Regions from separate parts of the Mus musculus genome. Here regions 2, 3, 4 and 5 are each linked to region 1. A link is a contact called in public Hi-C and promoter capture Hi-C data. All regions are on one chromosome and are shown on one strand. Each heading gives the region's core, a stretch centred on a gene start, on an enhancer-like site or on the middle of the called end of the contact. The rest is flanking DNA. Distances are from core to core; before and after follow the strand shown.

Region 1 (3,863 bases), core at 1,063-3,562:
TGTGGGTTGCGAAAGTGCCCCCTTGCCATGAATAAACATTGCCCCACCTAAGGCCAGACTATGCGTCTCTTTTTTCTGCTCTCCTCCCTTCAATTGCTCATTAATCTAACACACACTACCTCAATTTATCTATGTATTTAATGGAATCTTTGCCAAAATACCCATATTTTTCACAGAAAGAAAATGTTTTGAACCACAAAAGATCCCAACTAGATAAAGTATTCTGAACAAAGTGGTAGGTCTCACAGTATTTGTTTTCAAAGCACACTGGAAAATGACAGTAATTAAACCGGCCACTTAAAACCAGACACACAAAACAGTAGAAAAGACAACTCAGAGTTTGAGTCCCTGTTTCTGCAGTCAGTTGATGTCAGTGAAGGCAGTCAAATCATATCTTGGAGATGGTGCTATCCTTTTGTGAAAGGTTCTGCGAAACTGAACTTCTGTATGCGAAGAAAAGAAACTAGACACCTATCTTCTACTGGGTATAATAGTCAGTGGAAAAATGGATCAAGACTTAAATGTGAGATGTGAAATTCCAGAAGACAATATAAGAAAAAACACTTAGACATTGGTTAGAACAAAGATTTGTATTGTTTTTTTGTTTTTTTTTTCAGTATGTGTAAGGAACGTGAATGAAAAAAGGGAACAAAAGGGAAGGACATGACTGCTCCTAGGTGTGGTGAAGGAGAATGTTTATTGTAGATAAAAGGGAGAGCACAGCCAGAGTTGGGGACAACTGGAAGAAGTCTGAGCTGACACTTGTGAGGAGAGGGGAAAAGGGAGAGGCAGGAGAGGAGATGGTAAACAAAAGGACCAGGTATGCAAAATGGCTGGATTATATGGGAAGGGCTGGAGACATTTAGAGTAGGAGGTGGGGTATGCCATCCGTACCCTGAAACAGCTAGGAACTGAGCAATGCAGAGGGAACCTGACAACCAGGTCCATGTTGGCTCTTTGTCATGGGTTTGAGATCTAACAACTTTTCCAAACAACCATGGCAACAAATAATCTAAATTAGAAGTGGGCCAATGACTTGAATAGCCATGTCTCAAGAAAGGATGCATACATGGCCAAAAAAGCATAAACAATACTGCCCGCCATCGCAAATCCCCAGGGAGTTAAAATAAAACCACAACAGGATATCAACATGAGAGAGATGAGAGATGGAAGAGAGGGACAGTGATAAGGATTCTTACAAAGGGAAAGTAAGGAAGCTGGGCAAGGATGCAGAGAAAGAGAAACTCGATCATGGTTAATGGAAGTTTAAGTTAGCGTAGACCTATGGAAAACACAATGGAAACTCCTTAACTAAACAGGTGATAGAACTACCATATGGTTCACTCATCCCACTGCTGGGCATACATCCAAAGAGAATGGAAAACACAGTCAAATGCTCTGTACTCTTATGTTTATTGAAGTAGCATTCCTTTGCAAAGATATTGTAATAGAGAAATGGCATTCTTCAGTAATAAAAATAATGAAATAATGGAATTTACAGAGATGTGGATGGGACGGGAGGACATTATGCCTGCCAAGTGAAGTAAGTTGTCAAAGAAAGGCAAATAGTGTATGTTCTGCTAGCTAGAAGCTAAAATGTTGGCATCAAAACTGGAAAGAATTGAATAATGATTGCCCAAGTTTGGGAAGTGTATTTGGAATCTTTAAATAGAAAGAAATGGATGTTTGAGTTAAAAAGATTAAAAAGGACTTACCTATTACCCGACTGGGGAAGGGGAAGTTCATCAGTTAGAATGTTTGACTAGCTGGATACCCAGCACCAGCCACATTAACTTGACATAGTAGTCATGATTGAAAGAGCAGTACTTAGAAGGAAGAAACAGGAGGACCAGATGAATGAAGTCATCTTTCGCTACACAGTGATTTTTGAGGCTAGCTCGGTATACCTGGAACTGGTTTTTAAACGCAGGGATGGGTCTCTGTTATTTCTGGGCCAGCAGGAGACCTACAGGTTCTCAGAATTTTTGAGTCCTCATCTATGCTGGCTTAGAGATGGTGGTGGTGAAATTTTGGTTCTTTGGCTTTGCTAAAAAAAAAAAAAAAAGCTGCATTCCTACAACGTGGTGATTTATTTTAAAGGGTTCCCATTGGTATGTTTACAAAGCACTGTTTGTGCAAAGCACGGGAAGCAGAAGATGAAAGAGAAGGTGGACTCAGTGGACTGGGTGTAACAGATGGGCGAAGGTGGATGGAATTCTCCACTGTGCAGGGAACTGAGCACAGCAGGCTGGTACTAAGCACCCCGCGGTTGCTAGAAGCTACGCAGGCGGCAGCCAGGGGCCCCTCCGGAAGAGGCGGGGCTCTGTGCTCGCGCACGAAGCCCTCTCCCGCGAACGCGCGGCGCGCCCCAGGCTCCGCAGCCGAGCGCCGAGCTTTCGATCCGTCACTCCCGCAGCCCTCGCTCGCGTCGCTCGTGGCTCCACCCGCCATTGTGTAAGTGCGCGGCTGCCGGCGCGGGCTGGCGGGGCGGGGGCGCGGGAAAGAGGGAGCGAGGGAGGCCGCCCCTCGCCGCCAGTCCCCGGATGGAAGCTGGGGCGTCTGGGTGAATAGAGGCAGTGGCCGGAGCTGGAGCCTGGAGCTCGCTTGAGATTCCAGGTTCTCCAGCCTCTGCCTGGGACTTTCCCCCGCCCACCGCTGCACCTTCCTGGCCTCCCGTAGTGCCGGGTCCAAAGTGCCTGCTGCGGGATGCTTACTCCTGTCGCAGAATTACGTTTGGGAAATAACTTGGGACTTATTTTGTTTTCCATACAGAATCCATTCCCCGCTATGGAGCATGCCTTTACCCCGTTGGAACCCCTGCTACCTACGGGTACCGTATTCTTTACCATGCTACAGTGTCAGCACGAGCCCCGCAGAGGGACCTCATTCCTACCCTGAAGGCCTTAACCGAAAACTCCATTTCCTTTTTCCTGTGCGCAAGTTAGCAACCACACCTGTGCCTCTGTTTCCCTGTTTGGAAAGTGAACATAAATATTTAGTCTTTGCCCTGTAGAACTTTTGTGAGGACTGAGCGAGTTGATACAGTTTGTATCCTCTACCTGATATTCCAAGAGTAAACAACCAACATGCCAAACACACATATCCAACCGTGGAACATTTGACACTGGGAACGTGAGGGATGTCCATAGCTGTCTGTCAGGGACGTTTCTAATCATCTTGAAAGTACCTGAACTTAGTACAAGATCAGTACATGGTTACATACAGTGTCTTGAAGTTTTAACCCTAAGGCTTTTAATTTTTATTATAAAACTTGGTGCTGGGGATTGAGTCCAGAGCCTTGAAAATGCTAGGTAAGATACACTTATCAGTAAACTGATTACCCAGCCCATAGGATTTTTATTTCTCAAACTTTGAAGTTATTGTACTTCACATGATGACATGTGGAATGAGTTTTATTAGTAGCATTTATTCTTATGTAATTTGACTACAGTGATAAATTGTAAGGCTAGTTAGTTGTATTTAATTTTCAAGTTACACTTTTTATCTATGGATGTTTGTGTAGGTACATGTGCGCATATGCATATGGGGGTCAGATGTCATTCTGGGGTGTCATTCCTCAGGTGCTGTCATCCACTTTGTTTCTGAGTTTCTCACTGACCTGGAAATAATTGATTAGGCTAGGCTGGCCAGCTGGCCAACTGGATAGGGACCCCAGGTATCTTTCTGGGGCTACCTCTCTAGATATAGGATTATACGCATTAGCTACTATGCCATGTCTCTGGTGTCTATGGTCCTGTGAACCACCTTGTATACCTCTAGTCTACTGTTGATTCTTTTTATCTTATATAAGTGAGGGAAATAGTGATAGATTGAGAATTAAAACAGGTTGTTTTATTAATGTG
Region 2 (4,342 bases), core at 1,090-3,589, about 19 Mb after region 1:
GTGTACATTTTAAAATGAAAATAAAATTACATCACTTTCCCCCTGCCCTCCCTCCAGCCCCACCCAGGCATCCTTCCTCCAACCCCTCCTATGCCACCTCCCTACACACATTCTTAAAATAGTTTTAATTGCTTTTTTGGGCTTTGTTGTTTGTGGTGTGTGTGTGTGTGTGTGTGTGTGCGCGCGCGTGCGCGCGCGTGCTCTTGCATGCACTCTCGTGCACTCACATGAGAGAGAGAGAGAGAGAGAGAGAGAGAGAGAGAGAGAGAGAGAAATGAGAGAGAAATGAGAGAGAATAGAATCCAGGACCTTGTGCACATTAAGCAGTCATTCTCTGGTCTAGGTCCTATCTAGCTTCTTGGATTTTACTAATTAACAGGCCTGTCTACAATTATAATATTAGCAGTTTGGTTACTTTAGCAAAATGGACTAAAACAATCTGGCAAAATCTGTAGCCTGATCACTAAGAAAAAGAATATGTTCTAAACTCATGGACATAGATTTGAGAATTGTGTAAGGCTGTGAATTAAAGGTTTTTGAAAAATCAGGCTTATATAAAATAGATGTAAAAATACATGCTTCAATACTTGATCCTCTAAGACAAAGATATACATAGCAGACCACTAGCAAAGATGGTGAAAAGGGAGACAGGCCGTGGGTACTCACTGTGTATCAGGTACACTAGCACATGGTTTTCTCTCTACATTTTTAAAGTAGGTCTAACTGTCCCAAGTTCCACTATACTACCTCCATGAAACAGTGATTTTATTTTACAGATGAGGAACCTGAGACAGAGAAGCAATTCCCGGATGTATTTAAACAACCGTCTAACTGGAACTTCAACCTTGAACCAACCGCAGCCTATGTTTTTGGATAAGGAAGTGTTCGAGTTTGAAAATGTCAGGGCTGAAACATTTCTCAAGAACTTGTGATGATCTTGGCTGTCACCATGCTTTCAGTTGATAAGAGGTGCATTTTTAACAAATCATAAACTGACTCATCTTCCAGGTTTCTTAGCCCCACGGTTCAAACATTTCTTGTACTTCAAATGGTGCCTTTCACAAACCTACTATTTTAAAAAGTTTTGCCACTTTTAAAGATTATCTTTTCCGTTAACATTAACATAATTTGAGATATCCATATACTATGTGAGAACTCCTAAGAGTATATTCGCACATCCTCTGTTGTAGGCTTGCTCTTCATCACCCAATTTCATTATGTGCATTATAGGCAGCTTTACAGCTTTGTTTTCAGTTCGTCGGTAATAGTTTATCAATGTATTGAGAGCTATCAGAAATTTACCAGAGTTTGTCATAAAAGTTGAATATGCAACTGTTTAATTAGAACTAGGTAATTAGCAAACATCGTTAGTACAACTTATGTGATACGTTGTATGATTAATGTTAATAGTAGGATGTACATTTTATAGAATTCGCTGTAATCTGGTTTATCATCTCTATATTCCAATTTTTTTAAATTAAAGCTTTTTAGTTTTCAACCAATGATTTTATACTAACCTTTAATATTATGAAACACAGTAATGAATTCTCATTATTTACTTCTGCTGGGAATATTGCTCAGCTGGCTGAGTATGCACCAGGCCCTAGGTCCCTGCACCTAGAATACAGAGCCATGAAATTAACTCGTAAGGAAAAAAGAGGTAAGGTGTATTCCTACACGACATTCCCAAACGCGTGCATTCATCCTGAATTAAAGAGACAAGGTGCTTCCAACTTGAGATAGAGAAAGATTGAGAGGGGTAGTTTCCAATTCACAAGGCAAGGAAAAAACTACACACACCTATCCCACGAGATCCGCCAGGCGGGTGGTGGACGCCTTTTGCGATTCTGTTTTTGACATCTCTGAAGATGTCTATCCTGATCTTAGCAATGTCCCTCCACGCCCCGTTGGCGGCCGGGACTAAGATCCAGAAACCCGAGGCACCTGCGGCTCTGACCGAAACTACGCCGGCCGACCTTTCTCTCCAGCTAAACTAGATCTCCCTGACAGGCGGCCTGAGAGTCTCGCTTCGATGCCTAACAAACACTGGCTACGCGGACCCGACGCTCCGCAAAGGTGGGCGCTGCTGCAAGGGGGCGTCCGGCTCGGCAGTCAGTGTAGGAGACCCGCCAGCCCTGCCTCGCTCTGAGTCTGCGCACGCGCGCGGTGGTCATTGGTGGGGGCGACTAGCCTGCAACAAGACCTCAACCGGGATGAGCCTTGCCGCTTCCGGAAGGGGCGGGGCCTGGGTAGGACACGCCCCGGCACGCAGCAACCGAGGGGGTGTCCCGCCTTGCCGAGTTTCCGGCGCTCTCCCCCGCGTCCCGCGTCCCGTGGTCTCGCCCGCCCCCGCTGCCATGTTGGATTGTGCGGCTGCCGCCGCCGCCGCTGCCGCCGCCGCCGCCAGAGGACTGGAGGAGTAGGGAGTTTAGCGCAGCCGCCGGAGTGCTAGGACAACGACCATCCAGCCGGAGCTGAGCAGGGCGGGAGCCCGGAGCTTCCCTGTCGGCGCGCGGCCCGAGGGCGCCCGCCGTCATCTCCTTCCCTCGGCCTCCGCGCGCCGGAGGAGCGACGACGGGATGCTGCGGCTGTGACCGCCGGCTCGCGCCCCTGTCACCCAGAGTGGGACCCGAGTGCTCGCCCGCCGCCAGAAGTGACGACCCTGGACGCTCCACCCCACCGGCGACACCATGAGCTCGGGCCAGCAGCCCCCGCGGAGGGTCACCAACGTGGGCTCCCTGCTGCTCACCCCGCAAGAGAACGAGTCTCTCTTCTCCTTCCTCGGCAAGAAATGTGTGGTCAGTAGCCGAGACCCCCCTGTCGCCACCCCCCAACGTCTACTGGCGGGTTCGGGCTGGGGGGGAACGGGACTCAAGGGTAGGAGGGAGAAGGGGGGCAGGCTCGGCACGGCTGGGGTGCTGCTGCGGGCCAGGCCTCCAGCCTCCCGGGCCCTGGGGCTCCCCTCACCCAGCTCTCCGGGTGCAGGCCTGCCCGGCCCGGAGCCACCTCCCCCAGCTGCTGGAGAACAAGGGAGTGTCACCTCCATAGGCCTGCCCAGTAGCCCAGGTCCGCCGGGCCGGGCCGGGTCCGTGCCCTTGCTGCAGGTTCAAACTTTACTCTAGACCACAAGGGGATTTTGTTCGTGCATCAGCAGCTTAAGATCTCAGGACAGGATCCCAGCATTGGCCCTTGCTTCACTTCCCACTTCTGGATCTGGGTTATCTTCTTTAACAATGCTAGAGGTTTTAGGAATGAATAGATGGGGAAAGAAGCGAATTGGATTTTCGGTCCGCCTTAAGGATTCCGGGAGAGAATAAAGTGCAGTGCAGGTTCATGGACACTTAGGATCAGAGCAAGGGCAGGAAATGCGCCTGCTCCCAATTGCAAAAAACAAAAACAAAAAAACAAAAACGGGGTTTATTTCTCCAGCAGAAACTAGGCCTAGTTTCTGCTCTCCGCCCCACTGTGGGTTTTTCTTTTCCTCCCTGGCGTTGTGGGGTGGGGTGTAGGGTGCTGTTCGCTCCCAAGCCATGCGTAGGGAAGCGACAGTTTCTAATAGCTCACGGCCTTTGGGATCAAAAGTGGTTCTGAGTTTGGTGCTGTGAGGAGGCCCATTCCAACCCCAGATGGCGGATTGGGAGCAAGCAGTTCTGTGGGAAGGGGAATGGGTGTTATTGACGGAAGCATTCATTACGTTGGCTGCAGGCCTTTCTGGGGTGGGGAGGTTCTCTGGGTGAAGGCCTTATCTTGATCTTCCTGAGGTGACTGAGTTGAAAGGGGGATTGTTGGAATGCTAGCCGGCTCCCTTTCTGCCGTGTTTGCTAGCTCTCACAGAGCCTGTGCCTCTGGAACCCAGGAAACACCCAGAGAAGTTTCAGCCGAGCTGAACCATTTCATATCCTCCCTTGGCAATGTTGGAGATGTCAGAATCAGACTACACCTGCTGAAGAAGTTAAGAGGAGACAGTTTCTGGAAAGTTACCAGATTAATTGTTAACTTCATGATCTGACTGTTCATATCGACTTTGGGAAACCAAATCATTCCATCGGACTTAAGATGTATTTCTTGTTCTAAAATTTAGACTTTAAAGAACACTGCGTTCACTGACTAAAGTAGAAAACAGTGGTTCAAAAAAAGAAGAAAAAGAGTTTGGGAGAAAATTTACTTTAAAGATGAACCAAGTCTGTCCTCTATAGTTCTTTAAACAAATGAGAAAATGGAGCTCTTGGCCCCAAGTCACATAGTAATTTAGGAATGTAACTGGAACTATATGCCCAGTTACTTTGTACTTTCCACTACATCATGTTGTTTGGTGAGGATTTTGTTCCCCTTATTGATTTGT
Region 3 (4,032 bases), core at 342-2,841, about 18 Mb after region 1:
CACACAACTTGGGAAAATCCTTGGCTAATAAGATGAGTTTACAAATTTTGACAATAAAACCACAGTGCTTTTGGACTTAGTAAAAAACTTCTTGAGACTAAGTATCTCCTTTTGGCTTAGCAACACAGAGTATTCCTGTTTTAGTTAAGGAACATTTCCATGTAATCAGCTGGGGGTTTGGGAAGGATGGAAAGGCTGATGTTAAAGGTAAGAAAAGAAACATGTTTTTCCCTGGAGTATTGTTCATCCAATGAATATTTAGCTCCTAAAGCTAGCAGCCATTATATACAGTCTTGGCTGTAAAATAGAACCGTTATCCCTGCTCCTAGTAAACTTCAAATGTAGAAGAATGTGTTTAAATACTGAGAGAAAGTAATGAGGAGAACATGACCATGCACTAGGAGGATAGACGGGATTTGACTGTGGTGGAAGTGAATGTGGCACCAACTGGGTATAGGCTTTGTCTGAAGTCAGACACAGATCAGATGGGGGATTAATTCTGAAGCGAAAGCAACGCTTTGTGAAAAACACAAGTACAGCAGCTTATTTAACAGACCGGGAATTCGTAAAACAACAATTGTGCATTTCACTCAGAAAAAGGGTTGTTCTTCCTGGGAAAGGGGGACTTTGTTCACAAGCCACTTGAAATAAGCTTCAAAGTATGCTTATGTTTGTTCCTCCCACTCCCGAAGAATGTTAACCCGTTATTATAATGAAGCTATCACCAGCAATAACGGTTCTCTTGACCAGTATGTCACCAGTTTGGTTGATGGTTCTTGTTAATTTCTCTGATTCCCTGCTTGCTTATTGCCAAAGTTGCTGCCTCCAGGACCTCAGCTGGAGTTAGAAGAATCTTCCGGTTCCCTGCTCTCAACCAAAGTGCACAGGATCCAAAATCCATACAGTGGCTAAACTTAGCGGATAAATAGTATTTCACAACTGTGTGAAGTGACTAACAGTATGGATCTGGGCCTTATTATACTCCTCTAATGGGCAGTCCTTGAATTCCACTTTAGTTGTTATTCCTGGTTCACTTATATTTTATGAACACGGGGAGTGGGGAAAGAGAAGAAAGCTTTAGAAAATAATGGCAAGGTTCTTCAGTTTACCTGAAAATACCCCAGATGTCACCAAAGTGCTATAAAACAAATAACATCATCACCATCATGTATTTATAGCCTTGGAAAAGTCGTATTTGAATGTTTAACTTAGAATAAAAGCTTTAGCGTCAGGGGCTTCCAGTCGACAGAATGGAATCTGGAACCAGCCTGGTTTAGAATAGAGTTCTCACTTGCTACAGGATTTAAGACTCTTATTTTGGATTGTGTGGCTAGCCTTTAATGGCTGATCCTAAACTGGTCCGGCTCGCCCTGCAGGCTGGGGATTGTCTCCTTTGGGCAACCGGAAATCCGCGTGAGCCAAGGAGCGGAGGGGCAAGCAGCCTTGGTGGCTGAGACACAGCTTGCTGTGGCTCCGCCCTCTTCTTCCTCTTCTTGTTTACCCGGGAGTTCCCGGCCAGCCACACTGCAATTCTAGCGGAGTACGCATGCGTGAACTAAGCTGCTCGCGCCCGCGCGCGTGCATGACGTCACAGGCGCCTAGGTCCAGACTTTAGTTGTCCGCGGGTTTTGCTGGTGAGTGAATTTGGGGAGGTTTGGGTTTCGCTGCGGGCCGACCCTGGGTAAATATAACGAGGACTCTTCACTGCAAAATTTGGTGCAGATTTGCAGAAATGCTGTTACACGTACTGTTAGTGTTGACCGATCCCTATCGGGAAGAGACGTGAACAGATCCAAGTCCTCCCTCATGCTGCTGAGTGTTTTGGGGACGGTTGGTCTCTATTCGTTAAGCAGCGATGCTATTGAGTAGCCCAGGCAAGGAGTTTGAGAAGTTTCAACCTAGAGTTCACAGATTAACATCAATTGCAAGTTTCTCTTAGGATATTTACGAGTTTGAGGGAGGAGGCAACCAATGCCAGTTTTGAAATCAGGAAGCTTTTTGGTACAGTGTGCGTACACAATATTTTCATTGACAAAGGGGTTAAAGAATAAAACCCGTGCTTATCTCCCGCCCCCACGTCCAACATTTTAAGATACCAAGGTGAAGTTGGTGAAATTGTAACATCTAAAATCTTAGAAGTTTTTTAAATACAAAAGCTAAGTGGAAATCCAGCTAAGAAGGTTGTTAACTCAGAAAACATTTTCCTCCGAGAAGGAATACCCATACTTTATATTTCGTATCTTTGTAAGAGATTGGTTTTTATTTTTACAGTTACAACTGAGACTGAATATATCAGTTTACAGTTTTCCAGCAGTCACATAACGAGCATATTATTTTATGATACAATGGAAAACGTTTCTAAGGTCCAAGATAAATATATCTGACCATTATTAATTCCAATTAGTAATGTGTAGCAGTATGATATGTGAACATGAGATAGCTTTTTGGTTTCATATGTTAGATTAAGAAATTAAAACTGAGACTTTCAGTGTGACACAGTGTATTTAACCTTTTTGACAGTCGTGTATGCTGAAGAATTTGGATGCTGTTGTAAAACTGTTAATTTCATACTAGATGTTAGCAGGAGAAAGACATATAGAGGAACCTCCTCTGCCTCCTGTACAAAGAATATATAGGATATAGAAAGCTTAAAGGGAGAAAATCCAATTAGGTAAGGACAGCAATGAATGTAAGAGTTGATAAAGATTTGAATTAGTGATAGAAAGGTTAGGAAAAAATAGTCATTTAATGCTAAGTGAACAGTACAATTTAGTATTTTTTTTCTGTTGTATGGCATTTTGGTGTTGTGTGTATGTTAGTTTGTTTAATTATCACAAAGACTTGTGACATTGATGCTTTATAGCTTACCTATATAGACAAAGGTGCTGTATTTCAGAAAGGTTAAGTAATTTTCCTGAGATCAGATAGCTAATAGATGGCAGAGATGGTATTTGAATTTAGACAGCCTGTTTCAGACATGATGAGATAAAATGCAGAACAATTAGAATAGAGGGTCAGTGAGTTCAGGAAACTTAACTGTTTTAAATTCTCAACTATGCTGGGCAAGAGGAGAGGAGACACAGTCTTGTGCCCAGAGTTCAGGTTTGGATATTGGAGAGAGCTGTCTCGGGCTATCTCAATCTGTCCCTAAGTATAGATTTTGACTTACTTCTGTGTTCCAAAAAGAAGTTGAATGCTTTTTGTTTTGTTTGTTTGTTTGGTTGGTTTGGTTGGTTTGGTTGGTTGTTGTTCTCTTTGCCAGCCACAGTGGGTTTCCACCAAACTCAGAGGCTTGTCACTCAACTCCTCTATTGTTAGGCCATTGCTCTGATGAAAAATAAGGGGGAAAGAGTCACCCAAGGCACCTGCCTTTCTGCTGTGCTATTGTCTTCCCCTTGGTCTTGACTTTCTCAGGTCTGTGAAGAGCTTGTGAATGACTGATTCCCTTGGTGCTCCTAAGTGCCCTGTACAATTGCACAGCCCATTGTTGGCCTTTACAGTCCATTAAAAATGTCTGATAAGTTTTCTCACAAATGTTAGTATCTGTCATTTGCTTTGTGCTTTTAACAAGCACATACCTCTCTTCTTTCACTCAGCTCTCTGATAGTTTATTGTCCTGTGTTTCCTCTGGTGGGTCAAAGAAGGGTTTGGAACTTGTAAGTTATCCAACCATTTGTTGTTCTTCCTAGCATTTTACCTGAGTAGAAACTTTACATCTTTATTTCTGAATCATTATACATTAAGTAACCATGTTTTCATAGTTTATACCCATAGTTTTATGATGACTCTTGTATGAATAAAGTTGTTATATTTCTGTCTCATCAGAAAGTTGGAACTTTCTTAGTTATGATTAAGTTTGGAATATTAATGTGAGAGGGAGGTATTATAGGGTCTACTTTTAAATGTTTTTTCAATAAATAAAATAGATATTCTTGTGGATGTTTACAAAGAATCATTAAAATTAAGAGCCAAAAGAAATTTGAAAACTCGTGATGAAATACTTTATTTTGTGTGTATTTTTGAGTAAATGAT
Region 4 (4,504 bases), core at 739-3,238, about 19 Mb after region 1:
TTGGCCTTGAAACTGTCCAGGGAACAGGACTCTGTTCTGATGAGAAGGCTAGGCTGATCTCATGTCAGGCTTCAGAGTGGCAGTTAAGGAGACTAGGCCTAAATCTTTGTTTCCAAGAACTGGGCAATTCCAAGCAAGTCCAGGCCTCAGAAACTGTCCTGCCACCTGGCCTGAGGCAAGGACAATGAGGTCAGCAGCAGTTCCCAGACCTCCTCAGCTACTTCCTCAGCAACAGCTTCCAGCCCCCAAGATAGTAAAGGAATGTCCCTAGAGATGGAGTAAGATAAGGGTCATCTACCCCAGAATGCCCTAATGTGCTTTAAATCAGGCCTGTGAGTACACTTGCTTGTCTCTCTATCTTGGTAATGGGCGATTCCAACATGCTGGACTTCTGCAGAATAAAACACCTTGTGCTTATATACTATTAGAGTCTGGAGTATCATTCTTCAGTGAAGCATGGATGCTTACACTGACTGTTCCTTCAGGATGCAGCATCCTTTAGCTGGTTCTGTGTAACAACAGTTCTTTACTCGGTCTCACATTTCCACATAAATACCACCCTCTCAGAGACAGGCTGTGCCCTGCTCATTCCTTTTGAAAATGGTCACACTGGACAATTTTACTCATTAATTTTGTTGAACCTCTTTCTGAACAAATGGTATGAGAGAAAATCTCCAAGTGGTTAACTTAATGACTCAAACAGGCCTAGTTAGGTTTTGGAGAGGGGTGTAAACTGTCTGGTTTGGCATTGTTATCACTTCTGGTACAAGCCAGGAATGATAAGTTATGTCCCTTCGGGCAAATGTCCTCACCATTACCTGGGCACCAAGACACTCTCTTTCAGTTGTTTCTCCTAGTTTTGTTTGTTTGTTTGTTTTTGTTGTTGTTTTGTTTTCCTCTGTTGAATCAGAACCCTGGATTTCATTAACTACCTAATTTTGTTAAGATGGAACCTCTCACGATAAAGCCTCTAACCACTGAGAAGCAGAACCACAGGCTCCAGCTCAGGTTGGAGGTTAGAGGGCCTGAAGAGCAAATTCTGTAAGATGTAGTAGGTCGAGAGCTTGGCTCTAGTTCTCCTGCCTCAAACTCCTCTCTGGCATTTTCAAACTTTCCTAAAATCCGCCTTTCCTAGAACTGGGACATTTACTCCTCTGGGTCGGCCATACAGTGCACTTCTACCACCTGCGAACCCAGAACATTCTATTCTTGCAATGTTTGTTAATGCATTCCTAGATCCCCTTCTGATATCACAGATGCCACGGGATGTGTCCCTTTATAGCGAATTCTACTGTCTCTAGCTTAGAATACCACTAGCAAGCTTTCATTCAGTGTGGCCCTCTACAACAGGTTGGTTCAGAAATCTACTTATTTTTGTACCGCATGGAAGCAATCCGTTTTGTAGTACCTCATAGCCTGGATCAGTCAAGTCTGTCTACTCTCGATGTCTTTAGCAAATACTGCCATGCAGACGCTTGAATCCAAAGTTACAAAGAACACATGCATCTTTTATAAAGCCATGATTCCACATTCTAGAACACACTCAACAATGACAGATGTTCTTGGGATCTGGAGGGACAGAGAACAGGGACTATGACCTCATAAACACCCACTGGAACAAAGACTACGACTTCATAACCTTTCATTCATCAGTCTCCTCAAGAGAAAACGGATGCATCAGATGGTTAATTCCACTTTATAATTTCCACTTATGAGTATGCATTCACACACGTGGAGGGAAAGCATTCTTCATGGTGCTCAGGCCTGCTTCCACCCTCATTTCCATAACCTGAGGAAGTCCGGGTAAAATAGCAGTCGAAGGCTGAGCAAAATCAAAGTCCCTGCAGTGACTACGTTGCAAGTTTTTCCGTAGCGTAGCGCTTTTCTTAACCTTTAGTACTCAGAGACGTCAGTCGGTCTCTACTACACCAAAGCCCTGCGTGGAGCCGCTTGTGTGAGCTGCGCAGGCGCAAATCTACCTCTCCTAGGTGGGCGGGAGCTGCCCCTACCCAGCCCGAGCGGTTGGAGCCAAGAGTGTTCTTAGGTGACTCAGGGGCAGCATCGACGCTCGATTGAGCGGGCTTGGGAAAGGTTCCCAGAGGGCTGTGCGCTGGAGGCGCTGGACGCTGTCATGGCGGGCTTGCTGAAAAAGGTGAGCGTGTGGAGGTCACCGTGATGCTGCGAATGGGGACCGTAGGCAGCCGCGTCTCCCTCATCGGTGGGCAGAGACGCTAAGAGGAGGGGTTGGGGGAGTGTTCCGCTGTCCTGGCAGGGGGCGACAGGGTGCGTAGTTGTGTCGGGAGGGTCGGCTAACCAGGGGATTACGGTAAACATCACGGTCCTGTTTTGTCTCTGCACAGACAACTGGCCTGGTGGGGTTGGCGGTGTGCGACACTCCACACGAGGTAAGTGCGACTTTTTGTGTCGTCCTTCTCAAGCAAGACTGTGATCGACCGAACTTGCCCTTGCAAGATTAACGAGACCCCCGTGAGCTCTGGCCTCCGGGGCAGCGCTGAGCTTCGCTGACCCCGTGGCATCCTTTTTGCAATGCCTCCTTTTGCCTTCGCCGTGACCTCTTAATTAAGACGCGTTTCTTCACGGCATTCTCTTAGCGTCAGTGGTGTGGAGTATTCTCAGCTCCCTTCAGAGTCGCATTTTCATTTTCCATCCTTTCCCTACCGACATTTCTGCCTTGCCTTTCGCACACTGGCTGACCCTGTCGTCCTCATGGTTGCCTCCTTCGGTATCCATTGGGGAAACATAAACAACAACCAAGACCAAACAAACCTAAACAAAACCACTGTGATTTATCCCCCCTTTCAGCAATTGCACCATTTCTTTCCTTCCCGTCTACACACATAACTCGAAAGCGTTGTCAGTGCTCACTGTCTCTTACTCCTTGAGTACACTTAAGCGAGGCCCAAACTTTTTTTTTTTAAGGAGTTACCAGTGATGCTAAATTTGCTAGTCAGTTCACATTTCTCGTAATTGTACCGAAAGTGGCATTGAAAATATCCTTACGTTTATTTATTTGTGTGCATGCCAGTGTTTGTCCGTCAGAAAACAACTTTCTGAAGTTGGCTCTCTCCTTGCACCTTGTAGATCCTGGGGATCTTTCAGGTCACGGGGCTGTTGGCAGGCACCTTTGCCCTCTGTGCCCTCACATTGACCCAAGTGAAGCATTTTTGACACTCTTGATAATCTGCATTAAGTACTTTGTTTACTGGATGTCAGAGCTTCGAAGTTTCTTAGTTTGGGATTTTTGTTTGTTTGTTTTATTGTTTATTGTTTCTTTCCCCCTAATTATTTGCCTTTTCCAGTTGTTCCTTCATTTCCCCATGTTGTAGTATTGAAGACCTAGCTCTTAGACAGGTTTTAGGTTTAGGTTGGCTCTCATGGGGTACAGACAACAGTTAACGTTTATATTTCCATATCAAGTACTGACCTTTTATAGTCATGTGTGTGTATGTATGTATTACACACATGCTCTTAGTTGACATCTTCACTTGTGTCAGGCAGCTAGGTAAGGGTTAGCATAGCCAGCTGGGATGTCTCATTTGAAATGGTCCTGGATTGCTTGCATGACCCCACACCTCACTTGCCACTAAGAAAATCCTCTGGGTTGACCCCTGGGTTATGCAGCCTCTGTTCACATCTCATCACCTCCTTGGCTGCTGCCATTTTTTCTGCCACCATCCTTATCCCTGTGACAATTACATTTCTCTTGTAACTGCTTTTCCCTGCTTTCTTTCAGCTGGTTTGCAAGTGCTAAAACATGTTGGGTATGCAAATCTTTCTTTAAAACCCTCCCGTGGCTTTCTATTTTAGGGGTTGTCCAGATGACTTAACAGACCACGCTCCACTGACATGTCTGTTCCAGGTTTCACAAAGACTTTATTTTGCGTTCACTGCTAGAACTCTGACTAGTACATAGTACATAGTGAATACTGAGTGGCTTTCTTGCAGTCTTTATGAACTTCAGACTTGTGGACAACAAAACTCACACTTCTATTTCTAGATATTCTTCCTCTATGGGTTGAATGTCTCTTGATGGTATATGAATTGTTCTGTCCCCAGCTCTGAATTTGGATGTTGTTATTGATATCAAAACCTTCTACTTTCATATTTATCCTAGTAGTGAATTGTGCTGCATTTTTCTGCAGCAGTCTCCAGTTTGTCCTCTTTCGTCTTCCATCAGATACAACTGCGGCTTAAGTCCTTGTTCTTGATCAAATCATTGCGGCAGCTTTATTCCTGCCCTTCCTGATCTGTGTCCATTGTTCTTTAGCTCACGACCACCAGGTTGATTTTCCTTAAACACAAACCTTGTCCTTAAGTCTTTTAGTTTCCCCCACAAAAAGGCCCAAGTGCTTGGACTTGTGCTATAAAACACTGCAGTCTAACTTGTTCTCCCGCTTACTTATTTCCTAAGTGCTTGCTTTATAGTGATTTCTAGTGAGGCGCTCTCCAAGGAGATCTGAGCACCACGTGTGTAAGCTAAGAG
Region 5 (4,013 bases), core at 780-3,279, about 13 Mb before region 1:
CTGCCATGCTTGTTGACCAGAGTTTGAGCCCCGGAATACACATGATAGAAGGAAAGAACACATTCCTTCAAATTTTCTTCTATTACACATGTGTGTGCACTCATATGGTGCACACAATTCAATGTAATTTTAAAAACAGTTTTAAAAGCTTTTAAAAATTGTGAAGTTTGGATTTGACTAAAAGTCACTAAATTCAGAACCAGTGGATTTAATCACTATGCTATGTCCCAGTGTTCTTAGTCTTGAGGAATCGGGTTTTTGAAGGGTAGCTAACTTTGAATAATTATATTAAAAAATACATCCAAGTAATCCTGACAGCTATTGACACTGCTGTCAGCCAGCATCGGCCTCCAACAAGACTACACAAGTCAGGATAGGTGATCATCTCTGGCCAGGGTCCTGCAAACTGAACATCTTTACCAGGACATTGAGCAGTATCATGCAGTTAAATAGAAAAAAAAATGAGTGAAGACTGGGGTTACTCAGGAAATGGATTTGAAAAGGCAAGTGTTTTATGCTCAATGTGGGAGAAATGGGTATGGTTTAAAGACAAGATCAACAAGAGAAGCTTGGAGTGACACACATCCACTGCACACAATGTTTCCTTTTCTCAGAATGCGGCTTTTGCCTCTTCTCTGCTTACCCATTCTTAGTCACTGTGTGAGAAGACTCCCAACAACTCCTCAGTTCTTCAAGCTGTGGCCAAGGGACAGTGTTTTAACTTGTTTTAAGCACAAGGAACTTAATCCTGACTCTTACCTCAAAAGGATGGCTGTCAAGTGTGTTTGTAATTGCCTTGGGACCTAGTAGATCTGTAAGACTTATAGATTGGGCGTGGAGGAAAAAAAGCCACCACTGGCTTGGAATTGAGAATGGAGCTGAGTTTTCATTGCTTTCCATATTAAATCCCATAGTGCTGTGCACATGAAATGTACTATTTGTCCTCCTTCCCACTCTCTTGGTTGAAGACTTTTCTGAACATTGTTTTATGTATCCAGCAAGCTGCTAGTCAAACAATATTCCACTGATATGTTTTTTCAATGGAGGAATGAAGGGTGCTCATCTCTCATATTTAGGCTGTTTGGTTTTAAGTCTGTCACATGAGATGGACAAAGGCAAAGTATTTATCTGCTTTAACAACAACAACAACAACAACAACAACAACAAAACAAGCACGTAAACGAACAAACAAAAAACACTAGGGCCCAAACTCCGGGCCTCATGAATGCTAGGAAAGTACCCTATAGCCAAGCTACCAGCTAGCCCTTGTTAGTTTTAATTTCTTATTTTGTGTCGGGGTCTAAGAGGGCCATGCCTGCAACAGATGCCTCCTTTTGTCTCTCAAGTGTTGGGTTTACTGGCCACTCCACGTTAAAAGGGGGCTTTTTAATCTTTTCCAATGCAGAAGTGTGATAGCAAGGTTTCCAAACATGATGGAGTCAACATACAGAGTGACATCTTACGGTTGCCTGCAAATTGAAAACTGATAGTGACTTTAATGCCTGTAATAAACCAGACACCTAGAAACGACAAGAAGAAATTAAATAATAGTAGAAGTTTTTTGTTTGTTTGTTTGTTTGTTTGTTTTTTCTAAAAAAAAAAAAGCTTGTGAAAAATGCTGCTTTATAGACTTTCAGTCCTCTGGCCTTAAAAGTACCAGATTCCTTAAAAAAAAAAAAATGAGTAGTTGTTGAGGAGCATGCAGAACGAGTTTATAGTAGGAAATATAAATTGATTTTATTGCTCTGAAGAAAGATACAGGCTTGAAATGCAACCTTCTAGAGGAAAATTAACCGACTCAGAGATCTCGTATGCTGGTCTTCCGGCGGCAAATTATCTCTGAAGTTTAGCAAAACTTGGGGGTACCATAGGTGCCTGTTGGGTTGGTGGCAGGGATAGAGATCCGAACCTCTCTATCGAATCTGTCTGCGATCCATTGGGATCCTCTGGATCTCAAGATCGGCTTTGGATTAGTCTTGTCTGAACCAGCTGTGGAAAAGGGCGGAAGCGCGCAATTTTAAAGTCTGCGCCGGTGTCCTTAGCCACTTCCGGCGTGGCCATGGCGGCTAACGCGACCACGAACCCGTCCCAACTCCTGCCACTAGGTAAAAGTCTTGTTTGGGGAGCGGTCGGGTTGCTGCAATTCCACGCTGGGGGCCGAGGCTGGGCCACCGCCCCTCCGGGCCCGGCTGTCCGGTCCTTGGCGTCACTGGGCAGACAGACAGACCGTTTTGCCTGTCGGTGGTCGGTGAGGGTCCCACTTAGTGAAGGACGTGCTCGGCCTTTTTGAGCTCGCCAGTAAGATGTCATGAGTCGCGCAGTCCCAGTTCTCAGCTTGGCCTTCTTGGTCTCCAGATCAGGTAGACCCTGTATTGGCTTGGGTAAGGAGTGCGCCACGGCATACAATGAATCTTACAATAGAAATCTGGAAACTAGCCCCGTCGTTCATTAATTCAACAAGCAATTCCCGCGCAGTGCCAGAGAACTGTTGAATAATGAACTTGAATTACAGCCATTGCTTTCAAGATCGCACACCGGCACGCATCGTGCTGAGCAATTCTAAGATGCTGAGATGAACAGGTTGGCCCAGGAGCACAGAGAGTTAAGGTTAAGTGAGAGAAGGAGTGACGGGAAAGCCGGTGTCTGTAATAATGCTTCTCCCTTGTCATGTTTTGGGGCTGGTGAGCTTAGTGAATGTGTCTGTGATTGAAAGTTTTTGCAGTGTTAGATATTGTTTATCGGTACAAACACTGATGAAGAAAAACAGTTATGGTCTCCACCCACCTCATGGTGTGTGTTTTCATACATTAATCAAATAATCTAAATAAAAATCACAGTCCTATTAATTGCAAATAAAGAGTTAAGTGAAAGCTAAGGCAAACATTTGTGCTAACGATTAAACAGAGATTTGTGTAAGATGTAAAATTACCGAATGGTTCCAGATACATATGTAGGAGAGTATGGCCTTTTTTGACATCATTGGGAGGGGAGGCTCTTGATCCTGTGGAGTTTGATGCCACAGCATAAGGAGAATGCTGGAGTGGGTGGGTGGGTGGGGGAGCACCCTCATAGAAGCAATTGGGGAGTGGGGAGAAGGTAGATATGGGAGGGGTGTTGTGGAGGGGTAACCAGGAAGGGGGAATATCATTTGAGATGTAAACAGATGGAATGATTAATAAAAGTAAGTAAATAAATAAATAAATAGCAAAAAACTGAATGTTTTTGCTTATCTTTAATGATAAAAAATAATAAGTGAAGTAGGCATTCAAATGTTGGTCGATCTAATAAGTAGGTAAAATTACCCTTTTCCTTCCACAGAGCTTGTGGACAAATGTATAGGGTCAAGAATTCACATTGTGATGAAGAGTGATAAAGAAATTGTCGGGACACTTCTAGGATTTGATGACTTTGTCAGTATCCTTTTTAAAAGCGGGAATGGTGTAGGTTTCTAAAGATGTATTAATATAAGAAAGAACTATAGACAACCGAAGAATTTCTGGTTATTACATTAAGAATAATTTTGTTTTCCAGGAACTTGGTAGTATTTTAAGAGGTGTGTTTGCTGACAGTTGATAGGGCTCTTGCCAACAACAAACCTTTTGAATTTGCACTATCATAGTGTTGAACATATTTTAAACCAAACAAAAACATATACCTGAATAAACCTTATTTATTTTCTTAACATTAAATTCAGATATGGTGTTGGAAGATGTCACAGAATTGTGAGTAGTATTTAAAAAATTAAAAAAATTTGAGAGGAGGGGAGGAAATCTCTTTTTAATTAAAGATGGTGCCTTGATTACTTTTTTCTATTAATGTGAAGAGACAGCATGACAAAGGTATCTTATGGAAGAATGCGTTTAACTGGGGGCTTGCTTACAGTTTCAGATGGTTAGAGTCCCTGACTGTCCTAGCTAAGAGCTTATATGTTAGATAATAACCAAGAGAGAGAGAGAGAGAGAGAGAGAGAGAGAGAGAGAGAAGTAAATAGAGAACGCGAGCGCACTAAGTGG

What was found. A called contact is a pair of places that touch in the nucleus more often than the background predicts. Capture Hi-C pulls out chosen DNA fragments and counts their contacts.
Region 2: a Hi-C map of CD4 T cells shows a contact between it and region 1, with 6 times the contacts expected there. The contact joins the promoter of Wasl here to the promoter of Tpk1 in region 1. A contact is called at or near these places in 3 of 484 Hi-C or Micro-C datasets (CD4 T cells and rod photoreceptor).
Region 3: a Hi-C map of CD8 T cells shows a contact between it and region 1, with 6 times the contacts expected there. The contact joins the promoter of Pot1a here to the promoter of Tpk1 in region 1. A contact is called at or near these places in 1 of 39 promoter capture datasets (pre-B cells) and 1 of 484 Hi-C or Micro-C datasets (CD8 T cells).
Region 4: a contact with region 1 is called in a Hi-C map of regulatory T cells, with 6 times the contacts expected there. The contact joins the promoter of Ndufa5 here to the promoter of Tpk1 in region 1. A contact is called at or near these places in 2 of 39 promoter capture datasets (liver and pre-B cells), 16 of 484 Hi-C or Micro-C datasets (CD4 T cells, CD8 T cells, double positive thymocytes and 5 more) and 2 of 9 other capture datasets (adipose tissue and liver).
Region 5: a promoter capture Hi-C map of liver shows a contact between it and region 1, with 6 times the contacts expected there. The contact joins the promoter of Lsm5 here to the promoter of Tpk1 in region 1. A contact is called at or near these places in 1 of 39 promoter capture datasets (pre-B cells), 3 of 484 Hi-C or Micro-C datasets (CD4 T cells, CD8 T cells and regulatory T cells) and 1 of 9 other capture datasets (liver).

Annotation. Positions count from the first base shown.
Region 1 is chr6:43,664,727-43,668,589 of GRCm38.p6, reverse strand. It overlaps Tpk1 (thiamine pyrophosphokinase), which reads left to right and starts at 2,312. Exons shown (of 9, transcript NM_013861.4): 1 at 2,312-2,454; 2 at 2,773-2,830. The coding sequence starts at 2,788.
Region 2 is chr6:24,662,992-24,667,333 of GRCm38.p6, reverse strand. Wasl (WASP like actin nucleation promoting factor) reads left to right here and starts at 2,339. Exons shown (of 11, transcript NM_028459.2): 1 at 2,339-2,798. The coding sequence starts at 2,691.
Region 3 is chr6:25,806,777-25,810,808 of GRCm38.p6, reverse strand. It overlaps Pot1a (protection of telomeres 1A), which reads left to right and starts at 1,591. Exons shown (of 18, transcript NM_133931.5): 1 at 1,591-1,634.
Region 4 is chr6:24,525,174-24,529,677 of GRCm38.p6, reverse strand. Ndufa5 (NADH:ubiquinone oxidoreductase subunit A5) reads left to right here and starts at 1,988. Exons shown (of 5, transcript NM_026614.3): 1 at 1,988-2,152; 2 at 2,361-2,405. The coding sequence starts at 2,132. It overlaps Asb15 (ankyrin repeat and SOCS box-containing 15), which reads right to left and starts at 1,534. Exons shown (of 10, transcript NM_080847.3): 1 at 1,409-1,534.
Region 5 is chr6:56,702,715-56,706,727 of GRCm38.p6, reverse strand. Lsm5 (LSM5 homolog, U6 small nuclear RNA and mRNA degradation associated) reads left to right here and starts at 2,029. Exons shown (of 5, transcript NM_025520.3): 1 at 2,029-2,105; 2 at 3,319-3,414; 3 at 3,695-3,722. The coding sequence starts at 2,060.